2 separate regions of the Salvelinus alpinus genome follow, and region 2 is linked to region 1. Evidence: chromatin contacts called from public Hi-C data. All regions are on one chromosome and are shown on one strand. The core of a region is the stretch at or near the end of the contact, and the rest is flanking DNA. Distances in the headings are between cores, read along the strand shown.

What was found. Hi-C and Micro-C count contacts between places; a contact is called where the count stands out from the background.
Region 2: a Hi-C map of red muscle shows a contact between it and region 1, with 7 times the contacts expected there. The contact joins the promoter of LOC139546759 here to the promoter of rab3gap1 in region 1. A contact is called at or near these places in 2 of 3 Hi-C or Micro-C datasets (muscle and red muscle).

Annotation. Positions count from the first base shown.
Region 1 is chr20:35,709,198-35,713,767 of SLU_Salpinus.1, forward strand. rab3gap1 (RAB3 GTPase activating protein subunit 1) reads left to right here and starts at 1,915. Exons shown (of 24, transcript XM_071355499.1): 1 at 1,915-2,012; 2 at 2,109-2,164; 3 at 3,243-3,318; 4 at 3,444-3,576; 5 at 4,273-4,351. The coding sequence starts at 1,992. It overlaps LOC139546753 (FAST kinase domain-containing protein 3, mitochondrial-like), which reads right to left and starts at 1,400. Exons shown (of 6, transcript XM_071355498.1): 1 at 1,312-1,400; 2 at 1-1,055. The coding sequence starts at 1,015.
Region 2 is chr20:35,912,575-35,916,865 of SLU_Salpinus.1, forward strand. LOC139546759 (UBX domain-containing protein 4-like) reads left to right here and starts at 2,542. Exons shown (of 13, transcript XM_071355512.1): 1 at 2,542-2,727; 2 at 3,259-3,361; 3 at 3,492-3,520. The coding sequence starts at 2,646.

The DNA.
Region 1 (4,570 bases), core at 665-3,164:
GGTGCTTTTCCATGGCTGTTATGAAGTCTTCATCATGCTGACCGAAATGCATTAAGGCAGCTAGAACTTTGATGAGCTCTTCATCTTGGAACGATCTGAATACCCTAGAGGCCCGTCTGCTCAGCTTCACAATCAGTGCAATGGCCTGCCTCTGTTGTAATGCCACCAGGGAGTGGAAGATGTCACTGATGTTGATGGCTTGTAGTCTGTGTGTCAATTTCTCTGTGTGTCTGTGCAGTCTTGACATGAGATCTTGGCAACGGTGTGGGTCCTCGAGTAGTGCAAGGAAGGAGTACACACGAGCGGTTTCATTTTGGGTGAGAGCCTCACCCTCATCAATGCTGATGCTCACGGAGTCGAGAACCTGCTCGACAATCTCTGACCTCTTCCCCTCCAGATTATAGGCTACTTCTCCAAGGTGGCACAGGTGAATGACCCCAATGTCTGTTTTGGAGAGGTGTGTCCTCCACTCCTCTTTCAATCTGGAGACAATTGAACTTTGATAGTCCACACCAAACTCAACACATACTCCCAGTAAGGTTGCCAGACCCTCAGTTCTCTCATTGCTGGAAGCTTCTTTCAAACGTGTTAACAACTCAGGTAAAACCTCAACCTCAAAAAGGGATTTGACAGAAAGTGGCTCCACTTTTAAGTGCCCTAGTTTTGTTGGTGAAGCACTGGTTCCTAATTGGGTGTCAATGGAAGGCTGTCCAGCTGTTTTGGGCAAAATGTCTTTCTCCAGGTGAACCCTTAATTCGTAGTCTTTCTCTTCTGCAAATGGGAGGTTACTTAACTGTTGCGCCACCGCCCCCATCTCACGTGTGTTATGGAAGCAGCCTAAACTACTTTTTACACATAGTTGTGCCAGTCTGGCTTTAAAAGAAACGTCCGATTTCAATATTCTTCCAAGTGAATCTGAGTGACGTATTAACCCCCGACTACTAGTCATAAAATAGTTAGGAGAATACTGACACACAGCCCTAACTGAGGAAGAAATGCTGACAACTGACTTCATGCTTGAAATGATGTAATCTCCCTCTGAATTACAGTGGAACCTAGAATAATAAGAACATAAAATTGTGTTATTATGCATGCAGAAACATTATTATACTTCATTAATTACATTGCAGTCCAGTTTGTTACAGTACCTTCTTTAGCAGCAACTTCCATGCACCAAAAACACACAGCACTCTTTCACTTTTGGTAAAATTCCCGAATGAACATTCCAGTAAAAGACATTGCCTACCTTACATCATCATTAGCTTTTGAGCACAGTTAATATTTTTTTCTTTAAGTGTGTAGATTGCTTACCTCGGTTCGAATAAATTGGAAGAACTGACGAGTCACGGGCACTTACGGAACTGGCATTGTGTGTTCGGTAAATACCTTGTGTAATGTCACATGTGTTACTATTTGCTGCCATCTGCTGGCAACATGTGTCCATGAAGGCATTTCACGTCTCCAATAAGGCTTATTATTATGCCATCATATCACCTTTAATAACAAATATATTACAATATGTATCAAAGCAATAATTGTATCTGCAAAAACTGGTTAAGGGCTTGTAAGTATCTGCATTGTTGGTTAAGGGCTTGTAAGTAAGCATTTCACTGTAAGGGCTACACTTGTTGTATTCTGCGCATGTGATAAATAACATTAGATTTTTTCTGATTTGAGTGTTTGACAATATGCAGACTGATATTCATTTCAAGACTAAGTTGTAAAAGTAAGATATATTTTTCTACTACTGTTACTACTAGATGAACAAATTAAACTGCATTAAATAAAGGAATTTAAAACAAAGGATTCGAATGGAGGTAAATATTGTCAATTTTCATTACGAGTGGTTCAAAGCACGAGCCTTGTGTCAAAAGCTTTTTTTTGGTGTAAAATGTGTCAAATTCGGTGACGTCATTGCTTAATTGCGGAAGAGACTCCATCGACAAGAATCCCATAATGCAACGGACAGCAAAATTCATAAACAGGAATTCATGATGGCGGCTGACAGTGACGTGAGTACAGTACTGGTGTACAGTTTATAAAGTAAACATTGCATCATATTAACAATGTTTAGAAAATATTGGATGTTAACGTTATTTCCTTTACAGCCGGAGTCGGAGGTCTTCGAGATCACTGATTTTACCACCGCGTCGGAGTGGGAGAGGTAGGTGGATACTGGAGATCTCTGGCTAGCTAAATTAGCTTTAGCTAACAACAACAACAGTAACGTTAGTTGTGAATCATCATCAGACTCAGACTAGATAGAAGAATTGGATTAGAAGCTATTTATGGCTGGCCAAATATAGTTCGCCTGTTCCATATAGCTAGCATACTATGCTGAGTATATGGCAGACAACGTTCTCGTCTCCTGCTGTCAATCACATTGCTCAATCGGCTAGAAAGCAACCGTTCTTACCAATGTTGACAGCTCAGCAGAGCCCTACATACACTACATGGCCAAAGGTGTGTGGAAACACTTGAAATTAGTGGATTCTGTTATTTCAGCCACACCCTTTGCTGACAGGTGTATAACATTGAGCCCTACGCCATGCAATCTCCATAGACAAACATTGGCAGTAGAATGGCCCGTACTGAAGAGTTCAGGGACTTTCCATTATAGGATGCCACCTTTCCAACAAGTCAGTTCATCAAATTTCTGCCCTCCTAGAGCTGTCCCGGTCAACTGTAAGTGCTGTTATTGTGAAGTGGAAATGTCTAGGAGCAACAATTGCTCAGCCACGAAGTGGTAGGCCACACAATCTCACAGAACGGGACCGCTGAAGAGCGTAGCTCATAAAAATCGTATGTCCTCGGTTGCAACACTAAACTGCCTCTGGAAGCAACGTCAGCACAAGAACTGTTAGTCGGGAGCTTCATGAATTGAGTTTCCATGGCCAAGCAGCCACACACAAGCCTAAGATCACCATGCTCAATGCCAAGCGTCGGCTGGAGTGGTGTAAAGCTCGCTACCATTGGACTCTGGAGCAGTGGAAACACGTTCTCTGGAGTGATGAATCACACTTCACCATCTGGCGGTCCGACGGACGAATCTAGGTTTGGCGGATGCCAGGAGAATGCTACCTGCTCCAATGCGTTCCTTATCAACAGTATTTCCCAGAGCCATTTATTTCGGGATTGTGTATGTGCGTGCTTGCTTGCGTGCGTGCGTGCACGCCTGCTTGTGTGAACACTGCTCTCTGACTTCTGCTGGTATATGTTATGATCCCCATGTTGTTTGCTAGGTTTGTGTCCAGAGTAGAAGAGGTTCTGAATGACTGGAAGTTGATTGGGAACAATTCAAGCAAACCACCAGAGAAGGTAACAATAAACCCTCATTCAATCAGACCTTAATGTTATGTAAGAAGCACCATGCATTAATAAGCAGCGATCTGGTAAGCTTGTTGAATTCATTCATGGATGCCCTGATTGTCGTCTTGATCCAGGGTGAATACACCAGTGGTACCTGGGAGGAGAAGACCCAGGATATCAATTTTGCTGATTTTAAATTCTCCGTAACGCACCACTGCCTGAAGCAGGAGTCTGAGGAGGGCGAGGGGAAGGAGGAACCTGAGGAGGGTACATTGCCGCTGCGGCTTTTATTTATAATCCCTGTTATCATATCTGTCTCATAGGAATTGTCACTCAGTGTTTCCCCTAGGAGTTATTTCAGCAGTGGTAGCAAACTTAGTGTAGTGGGTGTGACCAATAATGCGGTCTCCAACCTAAAATTTTAGAGGTCCCTTTCTTGGCTGCAGATAATTTCACTTCTAAAAGTAATTATTCTGTAAACTCATACCCAAATAATGTTGGTGACTCGTCCTATACGTGTATTTATGGCCAAAGCATAAATTGGACAAAAACACTTCAAAAACCCCACCTGTATCTCAAACAGACCATTTAAAAAGTCTTGCTATTTCCTCACAGAGTATGATGTCATCCTCTGAGGAGGATAAGCTGGCAAATCAGTGGTCTAGAGGAGGATGAGCTGGCCAATCAGCAACTACTCAAATTAATATTTGTAATGACCGGTATATGCCCACACCATTCTGTTAGGGTATTCCCACACCATTCTGTTAGGGTATTCCCACACCATTCTGTTAGGGTATTCCCACACCATTCCAACACAGAAACTATATGATGAGACTATATGGATGAACTCCACAGTTTTGTCTGGACCACTGCTCTGCTCTCCAGCAACAGAGAAAATCGTAGTGGATGTTAGAATATAAATGAAGTATATAAATGAAGTTTCCCACTCTGCTCTCTCCCCAGATGCCTTCCCCACAGCCATGCAGGACCTGCTCTGTATGAACAATGACTTCCCTCCCAGGGCCCACTGCCTCGTCAGATGGTGAGTACAGTACTCCAGGTCTCCTAACCTCCGACCTCTAACCTTTACCTCTTACATTTATTTTAAGATGGGAATTAAAATGACTGAAGATAGACATTCACAACTGCTATTGATTTTTGTTATCACCAAATCCAGCGGATGTCTGATCTTTTTGAGAAATATATTACAGAGTTTGGTTTGAATGAGACTCAACTTGATGGATAGATAGATGGTAGCTGT
Region 2 (4,291 bases), core at 1,292-3,791, 200 kb after region 1:
ACCGTAGGTGGAGGCGATACGTCCTGTATAAACAGAAAATCCCTTCCTTGACAATTTCCTCCACGATAGATAGGGGTATGCTGAAAATACATCCACGAGTCGCAATAAGTATGATTTACCTGACTTCTGCAAAGGACGCATCTCCGTAAATGCTGTAGGGCCAATACAGAAGCCAGATTGACCATAAAATACGATTAATGCTTGATCCGACAGTGAAAAAAATATAATAATCAAAAAATGGTCACCGAAAAATAATATGTTTGGTGCGGGACAAAACGAGTAATTTGCTGAACATCTAATGGGCGTAGTTTATGTCCTTATGGGAAACATGTAGCTCATGAGGGGCTGCATATTCAACAATGGTGTAAAGTACTTAAGTAGTATCTGTACTTTACGGTTGATATTTTTGACAACTTTTACTTCACAACATTCCTAAAGAAAATAATGTACTTTTTACTCCATACATTTTCACTGACACCCAAAAGTACTGTTACATGTAGTGTGCCCCTGGCTATATGTTATATATATATATCAATATAATGGTGCTGTCTGGTTTGCTTACTATAAGCACTTTGAAATAATTTATACTTTTACTTTTGATACTTAAGTATATTTTTGTAATTACATTTACTTTTGATACTTATTAAGTATATTTAAATCCAAATACTTTTATACTTTTATTCAAGTAGTATTTTACTGGAGGACTTTCTCTTACTTGAGTCACAGTATTTCTAGGTATCTTTACTTTTACTCAAGTATGACAATTGGGTACTTTTCCCACCACTGATATACAGTGCCCTCCGTACTGGGACAGTGAAGCATTTGTTCTTCTTTTGGCTCTATACTCCAAGTTTGGATTTTTAACCCAAAATGACAGTACATTATTTACCATTCATTTCTATTGGACACAAAATAATCTGAAACACAACCAAAACAAACAGCAAATGCATCCAACACATTTGTTGAGTCACAAGCTTGATATAGTCATTGCATGCTACCGGAACAAATACCTATCTTTTGAATACTTAAATACACATAAGTGAATTTGTCCCAATACTTTTGCTCCCCTAAAACGTGGGGGACTATGTACAAAAAGTGCTGTAATTTCTAAACAGTTCGCCCGATATGGATGGAAATACCCTCAAATTGTAGCTGACAGTCTGCACTTTAACCTCATATTTGATTGTCCATTTGATTCAAATCCAAATGGACAATGCCATTGAGGGCTTCCACCATTTTAAAGTAGTCCACTGGATGGGGATTTCTACAAGTTGGGAGCAATCAGCCAATGAAGAAAAAAATGTACTACTTTAAAATGGAGATAGCCTTAATGGCACTGCCCATGTGTTACAGACGCTATAATGGCACAGATACAAAAATGAGTCCTCTATCTCTATGGCATGTTCACACACGTATCTGCCCTCTCATGGGCTAGAATGGTCCCACCTGATCTCGCTTCCCTTCCATCTTTGAGGACATGTATAGACCCCCTCAGTGGAGGTGTCATAATACCCATAAAACCTAGCGGTCAAACAGGGAAATGGTTCCAATAATTTTTCCACCATTCATTCTACCCATAGGGTTTTTTAGAAACACTTAAAATAAGGGCTGTGCTTCGTGTAGGCTTACCCTGGTGTGACGTTTTGATAACCATGTACATTAATGTCGGACAAGGTGACATCAATATATTCAGCTATATTTACTCTCAGATTCGAAAATATTAATTAGCATCAAAACAAACATCATGCAAATCCCTGCAGGCTCCTGCGCATCATCTCTAATTGACACCTTTGCTAACAGGTATTTTGTCCATTTTTAACTTACACAAGACAGTTCACAGAATTGCCAATTTAAAGAGATGTAGCCAATTTATTCATTACTACATTTATCTAACATTAGTTAATTTCAGAGATTCTTACCTTTGCCTCGATTCGGCAGTCTTGTCCAGATTATCATGTAATTTTTAGTTCTTTAGCATAGCCACATTATCAGCTAATTAGCGTTTCATTTTTGTGGCATAAATAAAGGCGAATATATTGATAAAAGTCCTAGAGAGATGTACAGTTATCAAAACGTCACGCCAGGGTAAGCCTACACGAAACACAGCCCTTATTTTAAGTGTATTTAAGAGATCCTATGGGAAGAATGAATGGTGGAATACGATTGGAACCATTTCCCTGTTTGACCTCTAGGTTGGTATTATGACTCATACTGTAGTACTTTATTTCCATTGTTATAGTGGTCATGTGACTATCTTGTCACTATAATATATAGTCTTTAATTTTGTAAATGCCGGATCTCTATGGCAAGACGCATAATTCACCAAAATTTCGTCAAAATCGTACCTGTGGTGACAGATCTCGTGTCACTAACTATGTACAAATGGACTGAGCGAGATCCAGTCCCCCCTCAGAGTTCATCGTGAGGGAGTTAGTTATCTGCACCAATTACTTCATCAGTACCACAGCGCCATCTACTGTTAATTTGGTGACATAATGAACGGACTTCAAGTCCCATAAGCATGATACGTATCTATGAACTACAACTTCCATCATTCTCCGTTAGTTCCTGTGACGAGATTGAACGTTCTAGGCATTTACAGGATTGAAACGATTAAACAGGAAAAGCCAACACATTTTATAAAAATGATTTGGTTTGAAGGCTCTATTCCAGCAGCCATCATCTCCGCAAAACAACAGAGCTCCATCTTCGTCGTCGTAATAACAGGTATTGTTTTGCTAGCGCAGATTTGTATGCTAGCAAAGCTAACGTTAACCAGTCGAAAGATTCGCCATAGTAGCGAATAAAACTGTGTCAAGCTCGGGAGAGCAAACGAGCCCTGTCATTGTCAGTCAGCTATTTAGCTAGCTATGCATGTCAACAACATGAAACTCGAAGTGTCGATGTAGCCAATGCTAACTTGTCAAAACGAAAAGGAATGACAGCTGTCAAATCGCAGCTAACTAACGTTAGTTAATGCGATTTAGATAGTTAGCTCTGGCTAGCTTCCTACTAACGTTAGTGTGGTAATCGCTAGCTGACAATTTAACTGGCTGACTGGCAAGCTAACGAGTCGCAATTATTCTGGATGGCGACTGTCACCACCAATACTAGCGGACTAAACTCCTTCCTTCACCACGGAGTGGAGTTTAGTCCGCTACACCAACACCACAGACTTGTATTGTAGGAACTGGGCATTGAGTGTCGTAGGACGAGTGATTCACCACTTCTGAATCTGACGTTCTTGTTCTCTACTAGGCGACGATGAGGTGTCAGGACAAATGATGTCCAGTTGGGAGGACGACAGAGTGGCCGAGGCCTCCTACAACTGCTGTGTTGCAATCAAGGTTGATTCCAAGAGGTAGCCTTTATAATGGAATCCTCCTACATTTGTGTGGATATGATGTACACTATTTCTGTACAACACTATCAAAATGGAAATACTAACAAATGTGATGCATTTTATGTTTAATGTTTTTCTTTTCTTGCAGTGAGACATGCACACAGTTCTCCCAAATCTGTATCCTTCTTCTCCAAAGGGTTCTTATCACCCCTAGAGTTAGACTGTTGTGTTTGTGGTCCCTAAGGCTTGATTTCCTTTAGATTATTCACCAAGCTTTCTCTTTCAGACATATTCTAGATCAGTGGTTCCCAAACTTTTTATAGTTCCGTACTCCTTCAAACATTCAACCTCCAGCTGCTTACCCCTTAGCGCAATCTCGAATGTTGTTTTTTGCCATCATTGTAAGCCTTCTACACACACACACACACACACTATACATTTATTAAACATAAGGATGAGTGTACGTTTTTGTCACAACCTGGCTCGTGGGAAGTGACGACAAAGCCCTTATAGAACCAGGGCCCAAATAATAATCAATCATTTTGCTCTTTTATTTAGCCATCTTACATATAAAACCTTATTCACAATTTCTTATGAACAAATAACTCACCACAGGTTAATTTATTTATTTATTTTTATTTCTTTTATTTAACCTTTATTTAACCAGGTAGGCAAATTGAGAACACGTTCTCATTTACAATTGCGACCTGGCCAAGATAAAGCAAAGCAGTTCGACACATACAACAACACATAGTTACACATGGAGTAAAACAAACATATAGTCAATAATACAGTGAAAAAAAAAAAAAAAGTCTATATACAATGTGAGCAAGTGAGGTGAGATAAGGGAGGTGAAGGCAAACAAATATATGTATAAATAAATAAAAATATAAAAGGCCATGGAGGCGAAGTTAATGAGAAGGGTGTGCTTGAAAGGATGCACATAAT